Linked DNA regions of Mus musculus: all the other regions are linked to region 1. A link is a contact called in public promoter capture Hi-C data. All regions are on one chromosome and are shown on one strand. The core of a region is the stretch at or near the end of the contact, and the rest is flanking DNA. Distances in the headings are between cores, read along the strand shown. Region 1 holds the start of Ucp3 (uncoupling protein 3 (mitochondrial, proton carrier)). Region 2 holds the start of Plekhb1 (pleckstrin homology domain containing, family B (evectins) member 1). Region 3 holds the start of Rab6a (RAB6A, member RAS oncogene family).

Region 1 (3,739 bases), core at 866-3,365:
GGTGGCTGTAGCCAGGCCTTGGCTCCCCCAGGCTCTTCCTTCAGCCTGTCTTCTAGTCTGCCTGAGTTGTACAGTGAGACAAGCCTGAGGAGGCCCAGAGCCTTTACAGCCAACTTGGCTGAGGAAGAGCAGGGTAGGCATGTTTAGAGACATGCTCTCCATTTGCTCAGGCCTCGTTCCCCTTTGCCCTACAGAAGAGCAGCAAGGCTTGGCTCCTTCCCAGCAGGGAGGCACTGGCTTCCCTGCCCAGGCCTGGAATGCACTGTGGGGGCAGCTGACTCTCCTCATGGTATCCTGGTGGCCTTTCTTCTCCCAAGCCTTGAATCTGCCCTGGAGAGCAGGCTTCTGACTTGACAGCCTGAATCTAAGGCTTACCCAGATCTGGAGAGGCCCTTGGGGTAAGTTCTTTTTTTTTGTTGTTGTTGGTTTTTTTTGTTTTGTTTTGTTTTTTGTTTTTTGTTTTTTTTTTTTTTTGTTTTTTTTGAGACAGGGTTTCTCTGTATAGACCTGGCTGTCCTGGAACTCACTTTGTAGACCAGGCTGGCCTCCAACTCAGAAATCCGCCTGCCTCTGCCTCCTGAGAGGGATTAAAGGTGTGTGCCACCACGCCCAGCTGTGGGTAAGTTCTCTAGAATTCCCTTCTTCAAAGCCTGTCTGGGGACCACTCAGGCACTAGCAGAACCATCCTGTGTTCTGCTCTGCTTTGGAGAGAAACACTGAGGTTAGACAGGCAAAGGACCTGGGTATGGCTGCTGTCAGGGACTGACTTCTGAGTCCTTTCTGCTGGAGGGAACCTCAGGTGATGTTGGTGCTGAGTCAGGTCCTGCAGAAGGCACGGAATGGAATTTTCTCCCCACGGAGGCCAGGCGTGTCCCTGGAGTTTTTGCTTCCCTGTCAATCCGGGCTTCCCTCTTGTACCCACTTTGTCCTCTGCTACTTCTGACCCTACTGTCTTGTAGCGCTGCCCCATTATCAGTGACTCTTCTGGCTCTGTCGGAGCCTCCAGGCAGGGACAAGATCAACTTACCCTCCTCTGTGAAAACTGTTATAGGGAAGGTCTTAAGTCAGACCATCGTGCCAAAATGAGGAGACAGGAAATGAGGTCAAAGATGATCTCAGGGCCCTTTGGTAGAAGGCTGCGAATGCCAAGGTTACACTTAGTCCAGGGTGGGTGGGGGCCTGGGCCGTCAGAGCATGCTGGTGCAGGCAGCAAGAATAGATGAGAAGGGAGCCTTGGGGCTCTAACACCACTGAGGATACTGCTGGAAAGGTGCTCTCAAGAGACACTGAAGCACGAACTTGGTTAAGAGCTTGCAATTGTGTGTACCCAAGTTTTGAAGGAGTGCCCCCAAACCATCCATCAGAAAGAGAAAGGATGAGCAGACAGACTTGAGTATGTGGGTGAGGCTACAATGCCTGGCGCAGTAGGGAACGCCCTGAGGTCTGAGCTTCCCAACCTCCTCCTTGGCGCACCTCGGTTATTATCGGTCTGATGCCCCCAGCTGGAAGTGGAAGTTGAGAACAATCCTCACCCTGTAGCTCTACTGGGGTACCCACAACATGAGGTACTCTAGCCTATAGGGCCAACCCAACTCTCTCCAACAATACATCCGCATCAAGGATGCCACTAGACAGAGTGACCACGGGCTCTAGACCAGGCTTCAGGCCAGAGGTGCCCTCATCATCTCTACCCAGGAAGGGCCCCAGGATCCTTGCTGGAGAGGGCTTTGTGCTCCGTGGGGATCCTGGGCCAAAGGAGAGGGACACTTTTCATCTGGCATTTGTAAGATCCCAGCAGAGGAGTCAGCAAAACACGGGAGTTGTGAGGAGTCACATAGATGTGGAAGTCAAGGCCCTCCCCAGGCCTGCAGTTCCTTCATCTTTACTAGGTGGGAGCTAGACCGGCTCACTCTCGGTCTCTCACGCAGTGCTGAGTGATCCCAGCAAGCTCCTGGCTGTGAGCATCCATGGAAGGGAAAAAGGGAGAGGAGAGCAGAGTATGGGGTCTTACCTGTGCGTCTAGCCAAGGTTGGGTAGTGCAGGGCCACCCTAAGGCTCCACTCCATTAGGTAGCAGCAGGATCTGACGGCCGGGCCTCACCATTCACTGTTGTCTCTGCTGTCCCTGGCTCGGCACTGGCCCTGTGCACCAGCTGACCTGAAACCTAATTCTGAGAAGCTAGTTGACAGTCTGATCACTTGACAAGAGGCAGGCTGCGGGGAGGGGACCAGTGAGTTCCAGATCTGGTTTAGCTTCCGTGACCTGGGGCTCTTTAATGTGGCTCCTTTGAGCTTTCAAGAGGAGAGCTACCTTGGTGGCCAGGAGGTGTGTGACAGCATTTGTCACCTTTGAGAGCCCAAAGGACAAGGTCTCTTAGGACAGGGGCTCTCCAGGATCCTATACAATGGTTACAGGTGTCACTTCTTAGAGGCCTGACATTCTCAAGAGGGGAGAGGAGAAGACGGGGCAGAGAAGGTAGAGGACATCTTGGTGCCAAGATATGCTTGATATTTCAGGCACAGCGCTTCTATTTCCCACATCTCTAGGAAGCAGGATCCTAAATTTAAAAACAAAGGACAACAGATGTATTGTACACAGCATGTGATTTGCCCACATAGAGCACACAATAGTGTTTAGTACAGTCTGGTTGATCAACTACTACATGCTAGTTCAGAACACTTTCATCATGGCTCAAAGACAAAAACAGAACAAGTCACCCCCTTTCCCTTCCCCCAGCTTCAGGCAACCACTCGTCTTTATTCTGCTTCTTAATTTGCTTGTTCTAGATGCTTTGTTTGAGTAGGATTATATAGAATGTATAGCCTCTTGTGGCTGGTTTCTTTCACAGTGGTGTTAACACACTGCACTGTACCGGTAGACACTGACGTACTGTGTAGAGCCCTCATGTGTCAATGCTTACTTTACACAGAAAACTGACTGTCAAGGACAGACAGCTAGGTCACTGCAGGCCTGACTTGCCTGTAACCTATACCACACTTTGGGTCTATCAGCTGCAATCCTGATTCCTCATGACATGGACATGCTGGGACCGGAGATGGGGCAGGGTGAGCAGAATCCCTTGCAGCAACCACCGTAGGCTGGTCCATCTGCAGGCGCTGAGGTTAAAGACTGGGTGGGCACAGCTGAAGTTGGGAGCCAGGTGGCATAGAAGGGAAACTAAAAGGAGAGGGGAGAGGAGATAAGTAGGACAGAGAAGGTAGAGGACATTTTGGAACTTGAGCGCAGCGCCATGGCAGGGTGGGTGCTGTGACATCTAGACTGTCTATCCTGTTTCTTGGACCAGGACCTGCTCACTGCTTTGAGCTCAGTCTGGAACTATTAATCTGGACATGGGCAGGACTGTGGGAACCATGTGGGGGCTGGGGCTACAAGTAGAAGTCAAACTAGAGGCAGCAGGTTCTGGAGAAACCCAGAGGGAGGAGAGCTCAGGCCTAGCTAGAGTCAAACCTCTGCTGGGAGTTTTAAGGTTGGCTGCTACAGTCTCTGGGTCACCAGAAATACTTTCCAGGCATCTGTGGAGGGCATGCATAAGGAAGTCAGGGTTCATTCTGGTTGTGGTGACAAATGTGTTGTACAACTTGGCAAGTCAAGTTGCCTCAGAGCTATCACTGGGAGAGACTGGTAAATAACAAATTGGGCATGTCGTCTGTGTCTCAGACCTTCACCTTGTCTGCAGCCCGTGCCCTCCTGTGGCCCTGTTCTCACTTGACTCCTTCAG
Region 2 (3,739 bases), core at 785-3,284, 190 kb before region 1:
GGAGATGTTTGCACCGCCCCTCCCCCACCCCTCTGAGGAAGATGCTTAGCTGCCCATCTAAGGAGGGGAGGAGGAAGAACCAGAGAGGATTCTGGCGGGAGGTGGCAGGACCAAGGTTCAGACTCTGAGGCCAGCTTGCTTGGTTGTTTCCTCTCTCCTCCCTTCTCTCCCTGGCTTCCTTCAGTCCTTCTGCAATCAGCCTCCTGGATCCTCTCTGCTTCGCCCATATAGAAATCGTGGTTGACAAGGAGATACTCTCAAATGCTGGTCTCTGGCAGCTCTGAGTGTAGACAGGTGGGTGAGGCAGTAGGCGGGACCCTCTAGTGTCACAGTCTTGGATGCCTCTGGAATTGGGACACTTAGCCCTGTAAGTGTGACAGCATTAGTGAAGACTTAGGAAGTCAGGATTCCTCAGTCTATGGCTGCGACTGGCATTTCAGCTTTCAGGCAGACCTACTCACAAGGAATCCTCAGCCCTTGGTGGCGGTCAGCGTTACAGCTGACCGGCCCTAAAGACTTATTGGCTCCTTCCGCGACCGGGGCTAGTCTCAGTTCTCCTAGCTCTCTTGCCATCTCTCTGCCTCTGTCACCCTTCTTTCTGTCCTGACAGCTTTTCTTTAACTGTTAAGCACCTTGTCACCTTGCCACCTTCATGGCCAGTCTGTCAGTGCCACTCTTCTGTCCCTGCCGCTTCTTCTATCAGTTACCAGCTGACATGTACCACAGTAGGTAAGAAATTGCCCGGAGAAGCTTTCTATTAGGCCTAATGAGCAACACCAGAGAAGGAAGGTGTCTTTGGTGACTAAATGAGGCTGAGCAACCCACTTATACAGTCAGCGGCCTCGTGTTGGACCCATCTCCTCCTGACCGCTTTAATGCCAGTCACAGGCACGGAGGGAGGTTTGCTTTTGGAACAATCGATGCTTTGCTTCTGGAGAACAGTTACAGCAGTCCCTCTCTAGGCCACTAGAGGACGCGTGTCCCTCTCTAGTAGATGGAGACAGCTGGTCGCAGCCGGTTCACCTAGAGTTCACCAAGCCTAGTAATCCAAACCGCTGGAAACAGCCCAGGCTGAAGCTGCTTTCCGGAGTTGGCGTCATCAGCTGTTATCCTGCGCATCCCCGTGGCTGTTTGACTTAAAAGCCTTTTTTTTTTTTTCCTCAAGGTAACCAGAGCAGCAAAGGAGAATCTTCAGAGCTGCTAATGAGGGAGTCAGATCACCCTGCCCCCAAACCTCTGCGTATGTGCAGGAAAATGAACTTCAGGAGTATCTAGATGAGAATTTAACTGATCATTATCAACATAATAGCGACTATAGAAGTATTTTAGCGGCTTAACCTGCCAATATTCTCGGGAGAGATAGCTCCCTGTCTCCCTTCCTTCCTTCCCGTTCCTTTCCACTCTTCCCTCCTCCCTTCAACTTCCTTCTCTTTTTCTTCCATCTGTCTATTTCTTTTTTTGTTTTTGTTTTGTTTGTTTGTTTGTTTGTTTTTTGTTTTTCGAGACAGGGTTTCTCTTTATAGCCCTGGCTGTCCTGGAACTCACTTTGTAGACCAGGCTGGCCTCGAACTCAGAAATCCGCCTGCCTCTGCCTCCCGAGTGCTGGGATTAAAGGCATGTGCCACCACGCCCGGCTCTTGTTTTGTTTTTTGAGACAGGGTTTCTCTGTGTAGCCCTGGCTGTCCTGGAACTCACTCTGTAGACCAGGCTGGCCTCAAACTCAAATCCGCCTGCCTCTGCCTCCCAAGTGCTGGGGTTAAAGGCGTGCGCCACCACTGCCCGGCATCTGTCTCTTTCTCTCCTTCCTCCCATCCCGGTTATAGAAAGGAGAAAAATTAGTCAAAATTGGGTAGGGTTGAGACTTTCCAGAGACCAGAGAATGAGTTAAAGGCACAGAGATGAAAAACAGCGTAGTTTGAAAGATGCGGTTGCTGGGGCTGCTAAGAGGGGATGAGCTACTGGCTAATAGGATCTGTTGTGCTAAATCCCCCAGAGCACGCACAGCACGAAAGGGCTGAAGCACTGGGGTGGCTCTGGGTCAAGATTAAAGAGACCGGGGAGCCAAGAAGGGAGACTTAAGGAGCCAGGCCGCACAGCCACGACTGGGGAGATGGAGATGGACACAGCCTGCTAGGCCTCAGAATGAAAACTTAGCCCTGCCCTAAACTGGGCCAGAGAACCTGCCTTGCCCCATCTCCAGTCTCCTTTATTCCACCCTCCTCCCTACCCTATCTTGGAGACCTGGATCAACACCACCTCGGAATCACCAGGTGACTTGGCCAAAAACAGAAGGACAGAGGAGATCTCAGCCAGGAAAGCCCGGGAGGGGGCTGGAAAAGAGGGTGACTTTCTTTAGGACTGGTGCGGTCCCTCCCTACCTCTCCCTTCAGCGCCTGCTTGGTAGCTCTTTCCTGATCCCTTTATCTCTAAGGCAGAGTCAAGCCCCACTTCTGGAACCTTCTTGGGGATGCAGCTCTGACCATCAGGAACCATGAGCCCGGCAACCCCGGTAAGGACGAGTTTCTGGGGTAGGAAGAAGTAAGGGGGGGGCTTCCCAAATAGGTAATGCCCTGGTCTCTGGGATTCTCTGCTCCTGCAGAGGTGGGGAATGGACTGAGCTAGTCAAAGTAGCGACTGTGGAGGGTCGGATCCAGGGGACAGGACCATGTAACCCGCTAATCATATGACCTAACCCCCTGTTTTGACCGTATTTCCCCCAGGCAGTCACTATACACACGGTCCACTGCCTCCCAGTCCTTGTTCTAGCCTGGTACCCTCTGCAGCGCTATCCCTTGCCAACCCACATCTTCTCCCCAACCCCTCATTCATCTTCTAAGCCTACTAAAGACCTGGACTTTCCAGCAGTGCTTATGTGAGGTTCTTTGATCCACACTGGGGAAATGTTACTTCCCCTTCACGACCCCTCAGCTTCCTTGGGGAAGCCTTTCTGAACCCCTTGGGCAAAGAGCGACTTCCTCCTGGGTAAGCCACACTCTTTGCATTGGCTACTTTCACCTCCAGTCTCCTCCAGTAGACTGGTAGCTAGAGTTGTATTGGGAGGGCTCCATGCTGCGTTATAGCACTGTGGTGCTTTACAGAGCTAGAGAACGCTAACATCCGAAACCGGGATGGAGCCTGGCTTCTCTCTGCACTCTGTGTGTGTGTGTGTGTGTGTGTGTGTGTGTGTGTGTGTGTGTGTTGTGATGTGTAGTTTGTTTGAAGAGTTGTTTGTGAAGTGGTAGTGAGGAATCTAATATATAGCCCAGTCTGGCTTTACTATGTAGCCAAGGCTAGTCTGTGATTTCCCAGTCCTGCTGTGTCAGCCTCCCAAATATGGTCCACCCCACTCTGTTTTTTTTTTTTTTTCCTACTCAGGCATAATTTCCACTTATTTTTGTTTCCAGAGAGTATTATTTTCTTCAGTCTGTAAAGGACTTGGGTTCTTTACATAGGACTAGCCTTGGGGTGGGGGGGGGGATACGGCTACAGGGCTGGGACAAGGATGTTCAGTCTGTTGGGGTTCATGTAAGTGTTTCCTTTCTAGTTGTTCACTGAGAAGGAATAGAGCTTCATATACAATTTGGAAGCACAAAGTTGCTGAATAGGATCAGAAATGTCTCTGGCAACTGTGGGTGTGGCCACTCTTACATTTTGAATAACAAACTTTTGTTATTGTTGGTTTGTTTGGTTTTTTTGAGACAGCATTTCTCTATGTAGCCCTAGCTGGCTATATAGGAAC
Region 3 (3,739 bases), core at 655-3,154, 130 kb before region 1:
AGTAATCTTCGTGGCAACCATTACAAAATTAGAACCTTGTATCCACTAGGAAGCACAGTGACTGCAGAACCTTGACCAGACAAATGACATTACAATTTCATTCACAAGACCCTATGAAATATTAGGTATACATAAAAAAAAATCAGTTAACTCAAATAGTATTCTAATCTAATTTAGAGAGCTAGATGGTGGATCTATTACCCTATTACCCAAAGGCAATCCTACAAAACAAAGATGCATTATTCTAAGCCTCTCACATACATCTTAAATATGTAACTGGAAAATTCTCAAGAAGAAATTAATAATTAACATTTCACCCGTTAATCCTTGCTTGTATCATCATGAAGATACTTAAATATTTCATATTGAAACGAGAAAAGAGGGAAGTGAGATGAGAAAAATTCAAAGTAAACTGATCATGACATAGCATCTGGCAGAGACTGAAAAGGCATCAATATAGCCAAAAGAATTGTCAATGACGAAAATTAATAGAAAAATAAGGATTTCCAACCAGTCCCAACCCAAGGGACCAAAATCATCACTGGCAACGCCACCTCTTTTCAAGTCTCCTTCAGTTAAAATATATTAGCTCACTAACCCTAACTAATTCTTCATTTAGGTGTAAACTGAGCAAGAATTGTTTTTCTCCATGACCACCTCTTCTCTCACCTTCCGAGAGACTAGTACAACTCCGAGCCAAGCCTCAGGGGAAAACAACGCCCAGATCCCACCCTCCTTCATCCAAGGTTGAAGAGGGGGCCCATTCTCCAGAGTTGGGGGCTTCTCGGAGTGGGACCTCACTTCCAATGGGAACCGGAAAAAGAGCAAGGAATAAGGGTGGGGCCCCATAAAGCCGGCCCGGGTGGTGGAGACCACGCAGAGCAAAGGAAGAAAGGGATGGACAGGAGGCTGGGCGGGGTGAGGACTGAGGAGGACAGAGCGGCCCGAGAGGGCCCGGCTGCAGGCGGCGGAGTCCGGGCGAGGATCAGAGATCTAAGCTACAAGCCTGATAGATCCTAGCGAGGAGGAGCCAGGGACAGGGACAAGAGGAGTCGGGGGACCCGGGGAAAAGGCTGGGGTGGGGGTTTTAGGAAGAGCGAGGCCGGCGGGGAGCCTCAGCGGCCAGAAGGGCTGCACTGGGGGCGGTGCGGGGAAGCCGCGGCCGGCTGCCAGGAGCGGGGGAGTCGCGCACTCACCGCTCTGCTCTCCCAGGAACACCAGCTTGAATTTCCTCAGCGGATTCCCGAAGTCTCCGCCCGCGGACATGATGGAGCCGGAGGAGCCGCCGCCGCCGCCTCAGCCCAGAGACCTCTTCCAGACCGCTGCAGCTCCAACCCGCTAACGAAGAGGGCCGAGCTGAAGGGGCAGCCTCCGAGTCCTCTCGGCCCCTGCAGGGCCGGGCAGAGGGGCGAGGCTGAAGGGAGAGTGCCTCCACCGACCGGCAGCCGCCGCCGCCGCCTCCCCGCAGAGTCGCCTAGCACCGAGCCGGGCCCGCGGCCGCGAAGGGACGCAGGGCGGTGTCGGAGGCAGCCAGCGGTGCGCTCGGGCTTCGCTAGCCTAGCGCCGTTCCTTCCCTCAGAACGCGGCGCGGAGACTGAGGTGAGAGAGGAGGGTGGCGAGGCGAGCGCCGCAGACGCGTCTGGGTCTCGGCACGCGCAGTGCTCGGGCTCTCACAGCAGCCGCCGCCGCCACCACCGCAGCACAACCCGCTGAGTGCGCGAGCCTCTGGCGCGGATGCGGGGCGAGTCCGGGCGCGAGCCTGCCGCCCTGCCGGCCTCGGACGTGCGTGCGTGAGTGCGTGCGTGCGCGTCGCCGCCAGTGCTTTCCTGGTTTCGCCAGCAATCCCGGCTCCTCCCGTGCGGTGGAGAAAGGGGCCGATCAGGTTTCGACTGGCGTCTGGAGAAGCCGGGAGGAGGCGGGACCGAGTTCCGGGTAAGCAAGGGGGGGAGAAAAAAAAGGGGGCGCTTACGTCAGTGACAAATCGAGCCAATCAGAAAAAGCGGAGGGCAGGCAGCTGCTAACTGAGGTGGCGACGCGAGAGCGCGCGCGCGACTCTCGCGCGGAGGAAGGTGTGGGGTTCTGGCAGCCATAGGAAGTGTGGCGCGACGCAAGGCGATTGGAGGAAGGAGGAGGGAAAAGAAGGTGGGACGGAGGCGGAGCCGGAACCAAGGTGGAATGACCGCAGCAATGCGTGGGTGGGGTTGGGTCGCTCAAAGGTGTATTGTAGGTGCTAAACCCTTAACGTCGCTTCTCCTTCCTCACTTTAGCCCTTCACCCGTTTACCCTAGCCTTCTAAAACGTAATTCCTTGCTCGGCATCTTCGTGTATATAAGATTTCCCACCGTTACTCCGTGGAGTTTCATAACTACCAGAAACAAGTCCTCTCCATTTTGTGGGTGAGGAAATTGGAGTCCAACAGAAGGAAATGACTTGCAAAATCCACGTAGTCATGTCATGGAGTCAAGGTTTTATTTGAACCTCTGCTACCTCCTTACGTTAAGCCATCAAATTCCCTAGTGTCTGTTGGCGTGATCTTCTGTTGAGTGGCCGTTGTTTTAGGTGCCCATAACATCAGACGATAACCATCGTCTACATGCTAGAAATGAGTTTAGATATCATATAAGCCAAACTCCACATATTACAGATATGAAATGACTGCCCACTTAGCGGTGCAGCTTTGGAAAAGGTCACACAACATTCCAGAGGGCTGCCTCAACAAAATCACAAATCTGCAGAAGGAGTATTTAAAAGATCATCCTTTCTCCTTAAAGCAGCACTTCTGGATGTGCTTGAGTGGGGCTTCCTTAAATTTGCCATCTGAAGCATTTCCAATTGTCAACCAGATTTGAGATCCAATAAGATAAAGGTGAATGCCATAAGAAAACATGAACTAAGCATAATGTGGACAGTTACATAACATAATTAAATGTAACTTTTCATCTGAATGGGATCCCTAAAAAGAGAGTATCAGACAAAAACAAAATAATTTGAGTATAGCATGAATTTTAGTTAATAACAGTATTTTGTACTGATTGATTTATTATAACATATCAGTCCTATTAAAGTAAGCTGTTAATAGAGGAGTCTGGAGTGGTATATGGGAACTTCTATAATGGCCTTTGTAAATCTAGTAATTTTCTATCTAGTGCTTCACATCTGTAATCCCAACCCCCAGGAAGCTAAGGCGGAGGATTGCTGTCAGGGCTTGGCAAACCTGGGCTATAGAGTTAGTTCCAGCTTAGCCTAAGATACAGAGTGAGGTCCTGCAGAGAGAGAGAGAGAGAGAGAGAGAGAGAGAGAGAGAGAGAGAGAGAGAGAGAGAGAGAAAATCTACTCTTTAGGACACCTAAGAAACTTCTAGAGCCAGACATGGTGGTGCATGCCCATAATCGTAGCACTTGAGAGATACAGGTTAGAGGATCCTAAATTTAAGGCCAGCCTGAGCTACATATCAAAGTTAGGCTGCATGAAACCTTGCATCACTGAAGGGAAAAGAGTTCTAAATAAAGTCTATTCATAGAATATGAAAAATAAAAAAAAGTTAGGTGCCATTGAATTAGAGAATTTGGCATCTGCACAATTTTTTGCCATTCTTCAACATTTCATGGGACAATATCTTAAAAAGATATCTCTGTTCAGACATATTAAAACCCTTTTAGGGCTGGAGAGATGGCTCAGCGGGTAAGAGCACTGACTGCTTTTCCAAAGGTTATGAGTTCAAATCCCAGAAACCACATGG

Evidence for each region. Capture Hi-C pulls out chosen DNA fragments and counts their contacts.
Region 2: a promoter capture Hi-C map of adipose tissue shows a contact between it and region 1. The contact joins the promoter of Plekhb1 here to the promoter of Ucp3 in region 1. A contact is called at or near these places in 23 of 39 promoter capture datasets (the 3T3-L1 cell line, 3T3-L1-derived adipocytes, the C10 cell line and 17 more), 1 of 484 Hi-C or Micro-C datasets (nephron progenitors), 2 of 115 datasets of contacts at active chromatin or transcription factors (double positive thymocytes and pancreatic cancer cells) and 4 of 9 other capture datasets (adipose tissue, liver, macrophages and 1 more).
Region 3: a contact with region 1 is called in a promoter capture Hi-C map of liver. The contact joins the promoter of Rab6a here to the promoter of Ucp3 in region 1. A contact is called at or near these places in 8 of 39 promoter capture datasets (the 3T3-L1 cell line, embryonic stem cells, fetal liver and 3 more), 2 of 484 Hi-C or Micro-C datasets (liver and nephron progenitors), 3 of 115 datasets of contacts at active chromatin or transcription factors (embryonic stem cells, memory CD8 T cells and microglia) and 3 of 9 other capture datasets (adipose tissue, liver and pancreatic islet).

What each region holds. Positions count from the first base shown.
Region 1 is chr7:100,471,367-100,475,105 of GRCm38.p6, reverse strand. Ucp3 (uncoupling protein 3 (mitochondrial, proton carrier)) reads right to left here and starts at 2,115. Exons shown (of 7, transcript NM_009464.3): 1 at 2,012-2,115.
Region 2 is chr7:100,660,689-100,664,427 of GRCm38.p6, reverse strand. Plekhb1 (pleckstrin homology domain containing, family B (evectins) member 1) reads left to right here and starts at 2,034. Exons shown (of 9, transcript NM_013746.3): 1 at 2,034-2,270; 2 at 2,436-2,509. The coding sequence starts at 2,492.
Region 3 is chr7:100,605,751-100,609,489 of GRCm38.p6, reverse strand. It overlaps Rab6a (RAB6A, member RAS oncogene family), which reads right to left and starts at 1,904. Exons shown (of 8, transcript NM_024287.4): 1 at 1,197-1,904. The coding sequence starts at 1,266. It also overlaps a transcript of Mrpl48 not described here.